Regions from separate parts of the Sus scrofa genome. Here region 2 is linked to region 1. Evidence: chromatin contacts called from public Hi-C data. All regions are on one chromosome and are shown on one strand. The core of a region is the stretch at or near the end of the contact, and the rest is flanking DNA. Distances in the headings are between cores, read along the strand shown.

Region 1 (7,601 bases), core at 1,277-3,776:
CTTCAAATACAGATAACTTGCTCATACAGCTGTTTTTAGATTACCCTTTTGTGAAATCTTGGGTTGGACATCACATATTCAATCTAATAATTGTGTAAAATACTGGGGAGCATAGGGAGAGGTATAAATATAGATCTTGCTCTAAAGACATGACAGACCTATTTTTAAAAATTACAATACAAAAAGCAGAATGTCACAAAGAGGGTACAAGAACTCAAGAACACAGAGAAGGGAATGTATGTCCTATGACAAGTAGAAAGTGAATCTGAATGAAAATATCCTATCTTTAAGAATTCTTAATTACACAGCTTCACCAAAGCACTGTAGAATCAACTTCACACTCCAAACCTGTAGACCATTTGCCAATGAACACAGCTAAGCTCTTTTAAAAAAAAAAACAGTAAAGGTTGGGTCATTTACAAACATCCTACCTGCCTACTGTTCCTGAAGAGCTAACAAAAACCAGTCATCAGGCTGCAAACCATCACAAACTGAAACTGTTGGTATAAAAAATTAACTTTTAATTGCTTCCAATTAAGTTAATGCTAAAAGATAATTTACAATAATTTCTTAAGGTTTTTTTTTTCATGTTTGGAGACTGAAGGACACATGGACGAATAAGTAGAAAATAAACCTGAGAAATTTAAAGAAGCCAGCTTTGTCAAAAACCAGGTGGCAACCTGCCAACACTTCTTTATACGCATATGATGGAAGATGATTCTAGGCAGATTCACAGGCCACAGAGGCTCTTTATTAAATGCCAAATTAAGAAAGTTCTCATAAATATTTCAACTTTGACAAGTTAAAGGACAAGTACACAAAAGGAGCACTTTCCAAAGCTTTGCAAAATCAATATGGAAACAAAGCTTTGAGCTTTTTAACACGTGGGTTCTCAAAAATAAGACACAATTTAAACACCGCATTTATAAACATCCTATTCACAACTATAGACTAGATGCCGTCAGGAAAAATACTGATAACTGGAAAAGGGCCTAGCTTTAGTTTAAAATCTCCCTAGCCAGCAGGAAAGAAATCGCACCATTCTGAATTGAAATGACTCTGAGAACCCTAAATCGAACTCTGCATCTTAGTCTGAACTCCACACGCAAGCATCGCAGATTTGTATCTTCAACTTCCTATAAACGACAGTCTTTGCGAAAGAAAAGGCAGTAAGGAGACTCCTCCAACTCCTGGATCCCATGATCCATCCTCAAAGAGTGGAAGGAACAGCAAAGTGGAAGGAACAAAGCACTGACGTCAATTACGAGATTAACCCCGAGCACCGGCAGCTGGAGGAAAGGCCTACACATCCATATCCAAATACAAGCTATCGGGGTAACGAGCTGGACCGATTCAGAAGTTATGGGGGGGGGTGTTCCAGTATTACACCCCCAACATTCCCATTTTTAGTCAACCCCCTTAACCAGCCGAAGGCGGAAATTTTTTTCCCTTTTTTTTTTTTCCTTTTTGCGGGGGAGGGAGGGGGAGGAGGAGGAGGAGGAGGAGAAGGAGGAGGACGTGCGCAGGATCGCGAGAAGGAAAGCGAGAACTAGTTGGGTAATGCTAGCCAGCATCTAGGCCCTCTTTTCTCTTCAACTAGAAACACCCTGAAATTCAGGAGGGGCTTTAAAAGCAACGATGCAGTCGAAGGAATTTCTGAGGGCAAGAATGGATTGAGAAATGGAAGGGGAAAGACAAAACTGGGAAAAGATGGATTTCTGGGAATTTTTGTTAGGATTGGGTTAGCCATTTCATTAATGTTTTGTGTGTGTATAAGGGTAGGGGGCTGGAATGCGAAGGCGAAAAGAGATGCCGGATCGAGCAGCCCGAGCCCGGAGGGTCCCTCCGAATCCGGAGGCGGACCCCGTCCTCCCCTCCCCCACTCCCCCGCCGCCCGGCCCGGCCCTCCGTCAGTCCGTCGGTGCTTCTCACCTCCAGTCCCGGCTCCGCTAGGCCCGAACCATCTCCCGGCTGCGGCAGTGGCAGCGCCGGGCCTGCACCTTCACCGGACGCGCATTCGAGCCCGCCCGAGGGGCGGCGACAGGCTGCCAAGGGCGAGGGGCTCCGGGCGGCGGCGGCGGCGAGGGTTCGGGAGGTCTCGAAAAGCGCAGGCGGCGGCGACGCAGCTCACACGGCACAGGCGGAGGTCCCGCCCCGCTCCATGACGGTCGAGGCCTGGCCGGGAGGGCCGGCTGAGGCGGGCTGACGAGGACCTGGCACCGGGATCCCCGCCCCGTCCGCTGGCGGCGGCGGCGGCGACGGCGGCTCGACTCCCGCAGCCAGGGCTGTGACTGACGCAGCGGCCGCGCCACCCATGTGACCAGGGCCGGGCGGGGACGAGGCGTCACGTGGCGACGCCGGGCCCCTCCCCTCCAGAAAAGCGGAGGGCTGCGGGGCCTGCAGTGCCGGGAGGTGACGTCGGGGGGTGGTGACGTGCGCGGCGCTCGGGGCCGAAGACCGTGGCCCGGCCGGGTACTGGCCCCGGCGGCTTAGGCCCGAGCCCTCGGGCCCGGCGGCCGCGTCGGGCCGAGGGGGCGGAGCGTGACCGGGCCTGCGCCTCCCGCGCGCGCACCTCGCACGGCGTAGCCGCTAGCGAGGTTCGGAAGGGCGGGGCCGGGCTGAGCCGGATCTACCGGTTCTGGGGCTCAGGGGGTTGGGCGGACGGCCCCTTCTGGGGGTGTGGCCGAGCCTGAAGCCCCCCTAGACCCTCGGCCTCCTGCTGACGTTGAAGCCCGGAGTCAGTCCAGCGGCCCTCGCGGGTCCGGCCGAGAAAGGAAGGCTGCGGGGAGTTTCTCTACCGGAGGCCGCCCAGAACCTGGCTTGATCACCCGCGAAGCCAGGCAGGCCTTTTTTTTTTCTTGGTCATCTAAGCATCTTCGGCCGTGAATACTTTTCGTCAAGATAACGTTTTCCACACTTTGCTTCTAACATCCTCGGGGAAGCTGTAATTGAGAGTAAAGTAATAGTTATAGACTAGACAGAATTTTCAGAGGGTCTCACAGAACCCAGTGTGGTTAACTGTCCAGAGAAGTGACTTTGGGGTTATTATTTGGAAAACACTTGATAATTTCCTGCCTCTTAGATGATGTCTTTCTATAAAGGAGCCTGGTGAAGCCGTTTTTTTCACTTTCTACGAGCTAATTTTGAAGCAAGCATTTTAAAGATGTCTAAAAATGAAATGCAAGGCTTTTGAGGAGATTTATGATAAACTATAAGGAATGTGCGTATGAATATGTTTTTATCAGCCCTAAAGCTGGTAATTCATCAGCATCAATAGAAGTTTCTTCCTTTTCAAAATTCTGAAGTGACCACAGAATTTTGCTAAACACGCCTTTAAGCTAAACACTTGATGTAGATTTTATATATCTATTTGGAAGTGTATTCATGTAAAACTAAAAATGAACTGTGACAAAACAGTGAAAAATAATCGATGCTCCCATCCCTACCATTTTAACTACTCCAGTTCTGGAGGCAGTCATTTAGCATTTTCTCAGTAGCTTTCCCAAAACATTTATAAATATATTTTATTTTATTTTTTATTTTGTTGTCTTTTTAGGGCTGCACCCGCAGCATATGGAGGTTCCCAGGCTAGGGGTCAAATCAGAGCCACAGCAATGCCAGATCCAAGCTGCATCTGCCACCTACACCACAGCTCATGGCAATGCTGGATCCTTAACCCACTGAGCAAGGCGGAGGATCAAACCTGCATCCTCATGGATACTAGTCAGATTCACATCTGCTGAGCCACAGGGGAACTCCCTAAATATATCTTAAAGTCCAGTTATACATATTTTTTACACAAGTGATCACATACTATATATACTATTAAGTTCCTTCCTTTTCTCAATCAAAATATCTGGATATGTTTCCATATTAACACTGAAAGAACTGCCTCACTCTTCTACGAGCAGTATAATATTCTATTTTATGTAAATAGCATATATATATTTTTTTAACAAATCCCCTACAGGTGGACATTAAGGTTGTTGTCAAGTCTTTACTAAATTACAAACTAAGCTGCAACTAGTAATCATAAGAAGAACAACTATACCTATAAATCCTTAGATTGCAATGTTTAGGTCAAAAGGTATTTTCCATTTGAATGGATATTGCCAAATTAACCTCCACAGATGTGCCAATTTAATTTGCTTTTTTCATATTCTGTCTAGGAAGATTTACAAGGCTGTACTGGAACAGAGTGAAGGTGGAGAGTGACAATAAGATTACCATTTTACACAACAATTAAAGTATTAAAACATTGAAGATATTTCCCAAATGTTACAAGGAGGCTCCTTTACTTATTTTGTAGTAAATGTTATTTGACCAAAAGATAACATACTTTTTGTTCCATAAAGGATCACGATAATTTTTCAATGTAAAATGAAACCTTACTTTAAAACCAAAACGGGGGCAGGGTGGGGGGCAGGTTCTGGGGTTGGAAAACGGAGACTTTTCTTTGCCATTATTCTGCAATTAAGAATTTCCTGGAGTTTCTGCTGTGGTGCACTGGAATCAGTGGTATCTCTGTAGCCCTGGGATGCAGGTTGGGGTGGGTTTTGTTGTTTTTTGTGTTTTTTTTTTTTTGAACTTTTTAGGGCCTCACCCGTGGCATATGGAGGTTCCCAGGCTAGGGGTCTAATGGGAGTTGTAGCTGCTGGCCTACATCACAGCCACAGCCACAGCAATGAGGGATCCAAGCCACATCTGCAACCTATGCTACAGCTCATGGCAACACCGGATCCTTAACCCACTGTGCAAGGCCAGGGATCGAACTGATGTCCTCATGGATCCTGGTCAGTTTCGTTAACTGCTGAGCCAAACTCCTGGGATACAGGTTTGATCCTAGTGCAGCAAGGTGGGTTAAGGATCTGGGGTTGCAACTGTGGCTTGGATCTGATCCCTGGTCCAGGCAAAATGAAGTTTCTGTCTTCATGTTCTAGAACAGCATGAATCAACTACACAGAAAATAGCAACCATAAAACATTGAGAGAAAAAAAAATCTCAAAAGTATGACTACTTTATTAACACGCAATATCCAGATTATTCAGAATATATTATTAGAGCAGCAATTATTTTTATTTTTATTATTTGTCTTTTTAGGGCCACACCAGCATATGGAGGTTCCCAGGCAAGGGGTCAAATTGGAGCTACAGCCACCAGCCTACGCCAGAGCCACAGCAACTCGGGGTCTGAGCTGTGTTTGGAACCTACACCACAGCTCACGGCAACACTGGATCCTTAACCCACTGATCGAGGTCAGAGATCAAACCCAAGTTCTCGTGGATACTAGTTGGGTTCGTTAACCACTGAGCCACAACAGGAACTGCTAGAGCAGCAATTCTTAGTAGAGTTCTAGGGTGTTTTCAAGTCAGATTTTTGTGGAGGTATAATTTACGCACAAAAAATATGTATGTATAAATCACTTTGCTGTATACCTGAGACTAACACAGCATTGTAAATCAACTCTACTTCAGTAAAAAATTAAACAATGAAATTTACATACATTCAAATTCATCCTTTTTAATAAATGGTTCTATGAGTTCTGATAAATGCATACAACTGTGTAACCACCACCACAATCAAGATACAGAACATTTCCATGATTCCCAAATATTCTCTCCTATTCCTTTGTACGAACCCCTCACCTCATCCTCAGGTCCTGGCAACCACTGATGCTTTCTGTCCCAATACTTTCACCTTTTTCAGAATATCACATAAATGGAATTGTACAGATGTAGCCTTTTGAATCTGGCCTCCTTCACTTAGCCTAATGTCTTTGAGACTCAAATATTTTTGTTCCATGTATCAGGAATTTATTCCTATTTATTGCGGAGTAGTACTCTTCTCCTATAACATATTTGTTTAGTCATTCATCAGTTGAAGGGCATTTGGGTTGTTTCCAGTTTTTAATGATAATGAATAAAACTTATATGAACATTCATGAACAAGGTTTTATTCAGGTTTTAAAATGATTTTGTGAAAGTCACATCAAGACATAGGAAGTACTAAATTGTAAATGTATCTAATAAATATTACTCTGTTATTTTAGAAACTCAGATCGAACATTTATTTTTTTTTGAAATTTTTTATTATAGTTGATTTACAGTGTTCTGTCAATTTCTGCTGCACAGCAAAGTGACCCAACCATACCTCCATATACATTTTTTTTTCACATAATCCTCCATTAGAGATCGAACATTTATTAACACCTACTATATAACAGGTACTATTCTAGGCACATGGAGAAAACAATTGTCAAATGCTGGATCCCCCAAAATACCACCAAAATAATGTGTTGATAAGGCAAAACTGAGTTTCTTACTTACTGATAAAGGAGACCAGAACCTTGATGGTTTCCGTAGTATTTCCCAGGGGAATTGGTGGTGGTGGGGGGATTTATAAGGTTTGGGGATATGGTGTCGGGGGTTTTTCAGTTTAAGGAGCTTGATTAGGATTGGGTAAGAATCATGGTATAATAAGTTAGTGGATATGCAAGGTAAAGTTTTTAAAGAGTCTTGAAGAATGTATTAGTTTTTATTGTTGCTGTAACAAATTGCCCCAAAATTAGGGGCTTAACATATTTATCATTTTACAATTTTATATCTCAGAAGCATGACACAGGATTACCTGTGTTAAAATCAAGGTGCTGGCAAGACTGTCCTTTCCAGAGGCTCTAGGGGAGAACCATTTGCCTTGACTTTTTCAGCTTCTAAATGCTGCTCACTCAACTTGGCTTGTGTCCCCTTCATCCATCTTCGTAGTCTGCAAAAACCGGTTGACTTCTTTTTAAATCACCTTTTGTTTTGCCTCTCTCTTCTATTTTTGAGAGCCCTTGTGATTATCATGGGCCAATCAGATAATTTAGGGTAATCTCCCTATTTTAAGGCCAACTGAGTTAGTAACTTTTATTTATTTATTCTTTTTTGTCTTTTTAGGGCTGCACCCACAGCACATGGAGGTCCCCATGTTAGGGGTCCAGTTGGAGCTGTAGCCGACAACCTACATCACAGCCACAGCAACTCAGGATCTAAGCCACATCTGCGGCCTACACCACAGCTCACAGCAATGCTGAATCCTTAACCCACTGAGTGAGGCCAGGGATCGAACCCAAGTCCTCATGGATGCTAGTTGTGTTTATTAACTGCTGAGCTGTGTCGGGAACTCCCTGAGTTAGTAACTTTAATTCCATCCACCGCCTTAATTCCACTTTGCATGTAACACAGCATATTCAAAGGTTTCAGGGAGTAGTTCATAAACATCTTTGAGGAGCTATTTTTCTGTATTCCACAGAACATGAACTGCTTTTTTTTTTGGCTTTTTAGGGCCGCACTCACGGCATATGGAATTTCCTAGGCTAGGGGTCAAATTGGAGTAGTAGCTGCCGGCCTACCCCAGAGCCACAGCAGTGCCAGACCCATGTTGTGTCTGCAACCTACACCACAGCTCACAGCAACGCTGGATCCTTAACCCACTGAGTGAAGCCAGGGATCGAACCCGCATCCTCATAGATACCAGTCAGATTCATTATTGCCAAGCCATGACGGGAACTCCATAAACTGTCATTTAGAGTCATCTATTGACAATTTGAGCAGATCAACGTT
Region 2 (7,601 bases), core at 2,217-4,716, 62 kb after region 1:
CACTTAAGGAGGAAGTAGAACTCTGTTTTATGGCCGAACTATTGTTTCTTTCCCTTTTTTCCTGCGTTCTCTCACTTCCCTTACGATCTTAATTACTGAGACCCATTCAAGGGCAAGCACTGTGATCAGGCTTAGATCATAAAATGGCTTAGGTCAAAAATGGCTTCTTTTATGTCAAGAAAGTCATGCCTAGTTCTCTTTCTCCAGGGATCCCCTACCTGCTTGAAGCCTGGCTTCTGTTTGTCCAGTGCTTAATAATCCACAGCAGACAGATACGACTCTTGCCATAATTAGGGCCAGTAATGTCTTTGGTATTATTGATATCCTCATAGTTGGAAGAAAAATAGGAGATAAAGGAAGGCAGTTCAAGGTCAATTTTTGATGTTATTTTATTTTTTAAATTGTGGTAAAATATACATAACAAAACCTACCATTTAAGTCATTTATAAAAAAGATGACTATTTTTATTTTTGGCCTTGGCATGCAGCGGCTTGACATGAGTTCTCAGTCCCCAGATCAGCGAGTGAAACAGGGCCTCAGCAGTGAAAGTGCTGAATCCTCACCACTAGACCACTAGGGAGCTTGCTTGCAAAACTTTTTTTTTTTTTTTTCTGGCCACGCCCATAGCATGAGGAAGTTCCTGGGCCAGGGATGGAACCTAAGCCATAGCAGTGACAACGCCAAATCCTTAACCCCATAGGCCACCAGGAAACTCCCCCAAACCATTTTTATGTGTATAGGTACGTGGTTTTAATATAGTCACATTGTTTTGCAGCCATCACTACTGTCCATCTCCGCAACTCATTCATCATCACAAAGTGAAACTCTACACCTGCTAAACAAAAACTCTCCATTCCCTCTCACCAGCAGGGCCCTAGTGACCACTCTTCTACTTTCTATGAATTTGCCTATTTTCAGTGCCTTGTATAAATGGAATTATACAAAATTTGTTTTTATGTGTCTAGCTTCTTTGACCTAGCATGATGTTTTCAAGGTTCATCCATGCTGTAGAATGTCAGAATTTTTGTTCCTTTTTGAGGCTGTATAACGTCCCATTGTAACTATATACCGTATGTTAAAAACACATTCTTGCATCAGTTTATATTTGGATTGTTTCCACCTTTTGGCTATTGTGAATAATGCTGTCAGAGTTCCTGTCATGGTTCAGCAGAAAGGAATCTGACTAGCACCCATGAGGACGCAGGTTCTATCCCTGGTCTTGTTCAGTGAGTTAAGGATCTGGGATTGCTGTGGCTGTGGTTTAGGCCAGCAGCTACAGCTCCACTTGGGCCCCCAGCCTGGGAACCTCCATATGCCTCAGGGGCAGCCCTAAAAAGACAACAACAAAAATGCTCTGAATATGAGTGTACCAGCATCTTTTTGTCTTTGTGTTCTTTTTCAAAGGCTTTTTTTCCTGACTCCACACCTCCTATTACAGCCTCAGGTTAGCACAATGGCAGGTCCTGAACTCCTCAGTACTTCTTTTTGAAGACAAAAACAGGTTTGATTTAGCCACAGTGTGAGAACTGAGTGGTAATTAGCATGTTTAAAGACATATAACATGTATTTTAAGCAATGTTCCTGGATACTGAGGTGGCTTTTTAGGTAGCAGGTGTGAAATAAGATTCCTATTTTATGGCAAGACAAGAATTTTTTGTCTTTTTTTTTTTTTTTTTTTTTTTTTGCTTTTTAGGGCTGCACTAAAAAGCATATGGAAGTTCCCAGGCTAGGGGTTGAATCACAGCTACAGCTGCTGGCCTATGCCACAGCCACAGCAATTTGGCATCTGAGCCACGTCTGCAACCTACACCACAGCTCACAGCAACTCGGGACACCCGACCCACTGAGTGAGGCCAGGGATCGAACCCGCATCCTCATGCATACTAGTCAGATTTGTTTGCCCTGTGCCACAATGGGGACTCCCAATAATATGTCATTTAATGTACAGCCCTCTGTCTCTAAAAACATAACTGTGCCAAGACTTCTAAAGAGGGGAACACTTCTCAGAGCTTTCTGAGATGCTCCTCTGGATTATAATCCTCAAATCTGGCTCAAATAAAATTTTTCCTTTTTTTTTTTGGCTGCACCCGAAGCATGCCAAAGTTCCCGGGGCCAAGGATTCAACATGTGTTATAGCAGTGACAATGCAGGATCCTCAACCTACTGAACCACCAGGGAACTCCTCCATTTCTTTCTTAGAACAAGTAATTGATTTTTCATTGACACAGCAAACGCAGAGGTTTGGGAAAATTTACTTTTGTCTTTGTTTATCCACTTTATTAAGTGGTCCAATATAATTGATTGAGCTCTGAGATGGAGGTCTTCAATTCAGCCTACCTAGTAGCAGTACTTCCTGCAGTTCTTTTCAACCCAGACTAGCTAGCTATTACTTTTTTTCTAACTTGAAAGCAGCCTTTTATTTTTCCTAGTGTCCAGCATTCTGTGTTGTAACAGTTGCCACCCTGTACGGGGATCCCATTTACTTGTTTAGCTACTCCTGTTACTGGTTGGATTCAGGTTTTGTGGGGTTGAAGCTTACACAATGTTGGGGGCCCTTAAAAAATCATAAAATAGATACTTAGAACAAGAAATCATATCAAATTACTGGAGACACAGAGATTCAGATTCCTGGTATTCTAAGACTTCTTCAAGCGATTTATTAGAAATGCTCATTACGTAGAGTTGCTTCCTGATTGCCAGCTGGCTTCCTCTCTATACCAGGAACACATCATAACTCTCCGCAACTCCCTGCTTACCCAGGTGCCCCTGCAGGGGAGAGTGCCTGCTTCATGTAATCCTGGCGCTACCGATATGTCTGAACGTACCTATGAATGCGTGTTTCTTGCATCCAGTTCAAGACAGGTGCTTAAAATGGGTTGGGGATTGAAAGGCTAAAGTGCAGTAGGTCCTTTAGGTGCAACTGCATCTAAGGACAGGACCGGTTTAGAAAACGGTGCAAGACTGAGGGAAAAAAAATCAAGGCAGTGGGATTGAGAGTCACTTCCTCCCCTCCTTCGCAAAGGGCGCTGTCTCTGATTTTAACAGAACCTGAACTAAACCTCTGTTCAGGGCCCGGGCCCAACAGCAATCTTTTCTTCTACACACCAGACCCCACCAAGGCGAGATGACCAGGCTCTCCCAACTTTGAGGATTAGTGCGCGGTCCCATTTTACCGGGCTCAATACAAGATGGGGCGCGGGAGGTGCCACAACCGGAACTTTCTCTGAAATAAAGAAAAACGGCGGAAGTAGGCCAACAGCGCTTGCTCAGTATTTTGCCTCAAACCGGCGCTCCTATTTCCTTCTGGAAGAGGAGCTGCTTCTCGGTTCCGCGCCGCCGCGAGGAGCGCGGCTGCCGGTTCTGTGCGCAGGCTCAATTGGCCAGCCCCGCCTCTCTACCATCTTTTCTGCGGCTTAGTCCCTTCCCAGGTTTTTGGGTCCGGACGTGACGTAAACATGTACGCAACCGGGGGGCGGGGCTTCAGAAGGAAAAGCAGCTGTGCCGGGGTCTCGCGAGAACATCTCGTCGCAGTTCTCGCGCTGCAGCTTTACTCTCGTCGCAACGAGATCTTTCGAGATCTTCTCCGCCCCCGCTACCGGCGCACCTTCTGCGGCCGCTGAGCCGGAGCCGGTCTGAGCAGTGCCCTCCGCCGCGGCTCTCCTTCTAAGAACCGAGGGGCTCGTGTGGTCACCCTCACTTCCCCAACTAGCCCGGGTTCCCCGGCCCACACGGCCGTCTTTCCGCGCGCCAGCCCCGCCGGGGTCCGTGTCCTGTCTTGCCGGCCGGACCGGGGCTCGAGCCCGAGCTGTAGCCGGCGCCATGTCGGTGGTGGGCATAGACCTTGGGTTCCAGAGCTGCTACGTCGCCGTAGCCCGCGCCGGTGGCATCGAAACGATCGCTAATGAGTACAGCGACCGCTGCACGCCGTGAGTGTGGGCCAGGCCAGTCGCGTGCACTGGGGGGTGGGGAGGTAGCACTTGTTCTGGTCTGTGCCACTCGCGGTTTGGGGAACGTGGGCCGGGCAGTAATCTCCGTTCCGAGCCGAGGCCGTGGTGGGTAGGGCACCTCCATTGGGTTTTAGGTCACTGGTGGCCGCGACCACCACCGTGTGGGTCTGCAGCAGGGGCGAGGCCTTTTTTCTGTGGCCCGCCGGCTGGCGGAAGGCTGTGAATGGATACTTGGACCTGCGGATGTATTGAGTAGAAGTTGGGGGGAAGGCAGGCCTGGGATGTGGGGTGGACCGAGCTCCTCTTTTAGAGAGTACATAATAGGCGCAGGGAGTACTGACGTTTCTTCAGCCCAGCGCAGAGTTCGGAGTTTTGCACACAGCAGGCGCTTAATAAAAGTTAGTTGAGTTGAACGAGTTCTGGCGGTCGCCGGCCCTAAGAGCGCCCAGAGTCCCACGTGAGTGGGGGTGGGGTGGCGCCCGGAAGAGAGGGAGCCGGAGCACCGGAGATCTTGAGGTTGGGTTGGCACGGAAAGATAGCAGAAATGGATTTAATAAAATTTGATGGCTTTTGGATATCTTTGCATTCACTTTGATTTTTTACGTCGTTTCAGTAAATTGAACCACGTTGGGTCATTTTCTGTTATCATTCTGTATGCATCCACCCTTAACAGCGTTCCATTCTCAGGGTAATGCATTCCATCCGGGGTGTTGGCCGCAATTGTTAATGAATGACTCAGGGGCTCACTTCGACTTTTAGAACCTATAGTAAGTTATGGGACCAGTATAGACACAGCGCTAAAAAAATCATGACTCACCCAGGCCTTTCCTTGGTTAGAGTTAAGAGTCTACTTTTTGAATTCCTAGAGATATGTTTCAATCTATTGTTTTCCTTTCGGACAAAATTTTTTTGAAGTTTCATATTTGTTAGATTCTCATATTTGATACATCATATATGTGTGTCATAAAGGGCCTCTTTTCTAAGGCCTATTCCCCCCCCCCCCCTTTTGTTGGTTTTCTTCAGCCACAGATTTCTGGCCAAGTCTCTTGCTCTGTTTACTAGGCTGATCATTGCTACCCAGAAGACTCACGTTTCCCTTGAACTTGTCAAATTTCTGCTCCTTATTTTATTTCGCCGTCCTTGTGGCATGTGAAAATTCCCACGCCAGGGATCCAGTCCTTGCCACTGCAGTGACAAAGCCAGCTGCTTAACCCACTGAGCCACTAGGGAACTCCTTCTGCCCCCTTTTTTTACACCTAACTCAAGCGCTTCCGGGAAAATCCACCCCAGATTCAAAACCATAGTCTGATGTTCCTTTCTCAATTTTATTTGTAGTTTTCCATTTTAATGAGACGTTATTCACACAAATACAGTTAACCCTCTTAAAATATACACTTTTTTTAAGTGTAATCACAAATTTAGGCAACTATTCACACAATTTTAAAACGTTTTCATCACCCCAATGAGAAATCTTGTGCTCATTAGCAATAACAACCCAGTCCCCTATTCACCCATCTTAATAGTTTTCAACGGTTGATCTAATATGTATTTCCAGGGAAGTGTATTGCATACCAAAAGGTTTTTTTTTAAAGCATTAAAGTTTGTTTTTAAGTATTTAGGCATTAATTTCCTATTTGGTGTTGCTTTCTGCATCCTAGCTAGCTTCATCTGTAGAGAGATCAGAGATCGTCTTCCCCAAGAAATTAGACCCAAGGGTCTAGTATGCTGAGCTAGACTTGTAACTTCTTGGTCTTTTCCTGCCTAGGATTGAATAGACTTGAGCTCCAAAAAGAAGAGAGTTACAGATATTGGAACAAAATGTACTTGTCCTTTGTTTTAGACTCTTATGCTCCTTTTTCCCCATCCATTGGGCAGATAGTAACTGCAGCAGTTTTACCATGACTCTCATTTGGAACTGAGAGTTGTTTCAGAAAAGAATTTAATCTTCCCAAATCACAGTTAAATTTGTCGCAAAGACTGGATGGGTGACTAGACATACCATGTAATTGTGATAAGAATATCTATTTAAATAGCTTATTTTCCTTATATGTTTTTCCTGTATTTCCTGGGAACTTAGAGGGATGCCATATGTTCAAATAATTTTTTAACTGTGGTCTTGATTAGCTTAGTTTTCTCTGTTGTTGGAGTTTGGCTAAGTAGAAGAAAAAGTTTTTATTTAAGTAATGGTTATGGAAGAATGGATTTACATCTCAGGTACACATGAACTTTTTAATGTGAGTGGAATGAGATGCAGGTTCTGGAGAGCTGGCTATGATGGGAATAACTCACTTCAAATTGTGGGTGCAACAGAATATGAATTCCATTCTTGATGAGCCAGTTGAGTCTTACCCAGAAGAGACCCTTGCTTCTCACCATATTTAGGTTTCATTTTAGCAGATAATGAGTGCTTCCAAAATGCCGTTGTACTAAGCAGTGAAGGTACTCTGATCCTGACATTGTCGACATGGCTAGTGTAGAAAACCAGATGCTAAACAAAAATATAATTACTGACTATGGTAAAGGCCCCCATGGGAAAGTACAGAAAGTGATGACAGGGGGACCTCATTTAAACTGGATGGTGGTAGTGATGGAAGGTGCTCTAAAAGAAGTGCCATTTAAAATGAGTCTAGAGGAGGAGCATTTTCCCATTGGTGTGAGGAAAGAGTTGTGCCCATCAAAAGGAATAGCAGGTGAGGAAGCCCTGAGGCTAGAAGAGCTTGGTACTTAGGACAGACTGAGCGGATTATAGCCACTTGAAAGAATGAATCTGGAGAGGAGATAGGCAGGGCAGGCTAGGTTATGGCAGGGCTTTGTAAATCATGTTAAGGACTTTTATCTAGGTGCTGTGGGAGGTGATTCAACTTATATTTAAAAAATATAGTTGACTCTTTTTGAGGAGAATAGATTTGAGAAGGGCAAGAGAAGAATCAGGATGACGCTTAGGAAGTTAGTGCAGTATTTGGTCCATGTGGGAGTTGATGTTGCTCTCCACCTGTGTGGTAGCATGGGAAAGAAGTGTGGGCAGCTTAGAGATAAACTTGGGAGTTTTAAATTATGAGTGTCTGTGTTGACATTTCTTGACCATAGGCTTTGGGATAAGTGGAAAGCCTATTTTTACATTTAGTTGGATAATTACAGTAGAAAGGGTACAAGCTTAAAGCTTCTTTGGAATTAAAATATTAACGGACTGCAGACATTACAGGGGTTAGTTGGGCCATACTGTGTAAAATTTATAGGGTAGAGGTGAGTTACTTAGGGTAATTTTGTGTGACTTAGTTCCTAATAAAACAATATATTAGTAATTTGAAGAGATGAAATTGTCTCTTGATAACTACCCTTGAGAGAGCAAAAGCTGAAAGTATGTGTAGGCTCTGGTTAATTGGCAGATTAACATCTGAGACCTTATTTGTGTAAGAAAAGTGTTCCTCTCTGGAGTGAATGTCTATGTATTGTGTAGATCTAAGTAGAGCTGCAGGATGACTTGGATCTTTTGGGTTCAAAGAAAAGGAAATTTGATTTGTTAGCTAAAGCTTCAGACTACTGACATTTCTCATGTCTAATTTATCACTTGTGGAAACTCATGCAGCAACTAAAATACAGCCTTTTATACAGAATTGGTAGGAGTACTCTACAAAACTTCATGTCATTGAGTTC

The links. A called contact is a pair of places that touch in the nucleus more often than the background predicts.
Region 2: a contact with region 1 is called in a Hi-C map of skeletal muscle, with 5 times the contacts expected there. The contact joins the promoter of HSPA4 here to the promoter of AFF4 in region 1. A contact is called at or near these places in 3 of 5 promoter capture datasets (fetal liver, fetal skeletal muscle and liver), 22 of 47 Hi-C or Micro-C datasets (adipocytes, alveolar macrophages, blood and 15 more) and 2 of 2 datasets of contacts at active chromatin or transcription factors (alveolar macrophages and skeletal muscle).

Annotation. Positions count from the first base shown.
Region 1 is chr2:135,281,405-135,289,005 of Sscrofa11.1, forward strand. AFF4 (AF4/FMR2 family member 4) reads right to left here and starts at 2,527. Exons shown (of 21, transcript XM_021084750.1): 1 at 1,933-2,527.
Region 2 is chr2:135,342,258-135,349,858 of Sscrofa11.1, forward strand. HSPA4 (heat shock 70 kDa protein 4) reads left to right here and starts at 3,467. Exons shown (of 19, transcript XM_005661654.3): 1 at 3,467-3,926. The coding sequence starts at 3,820.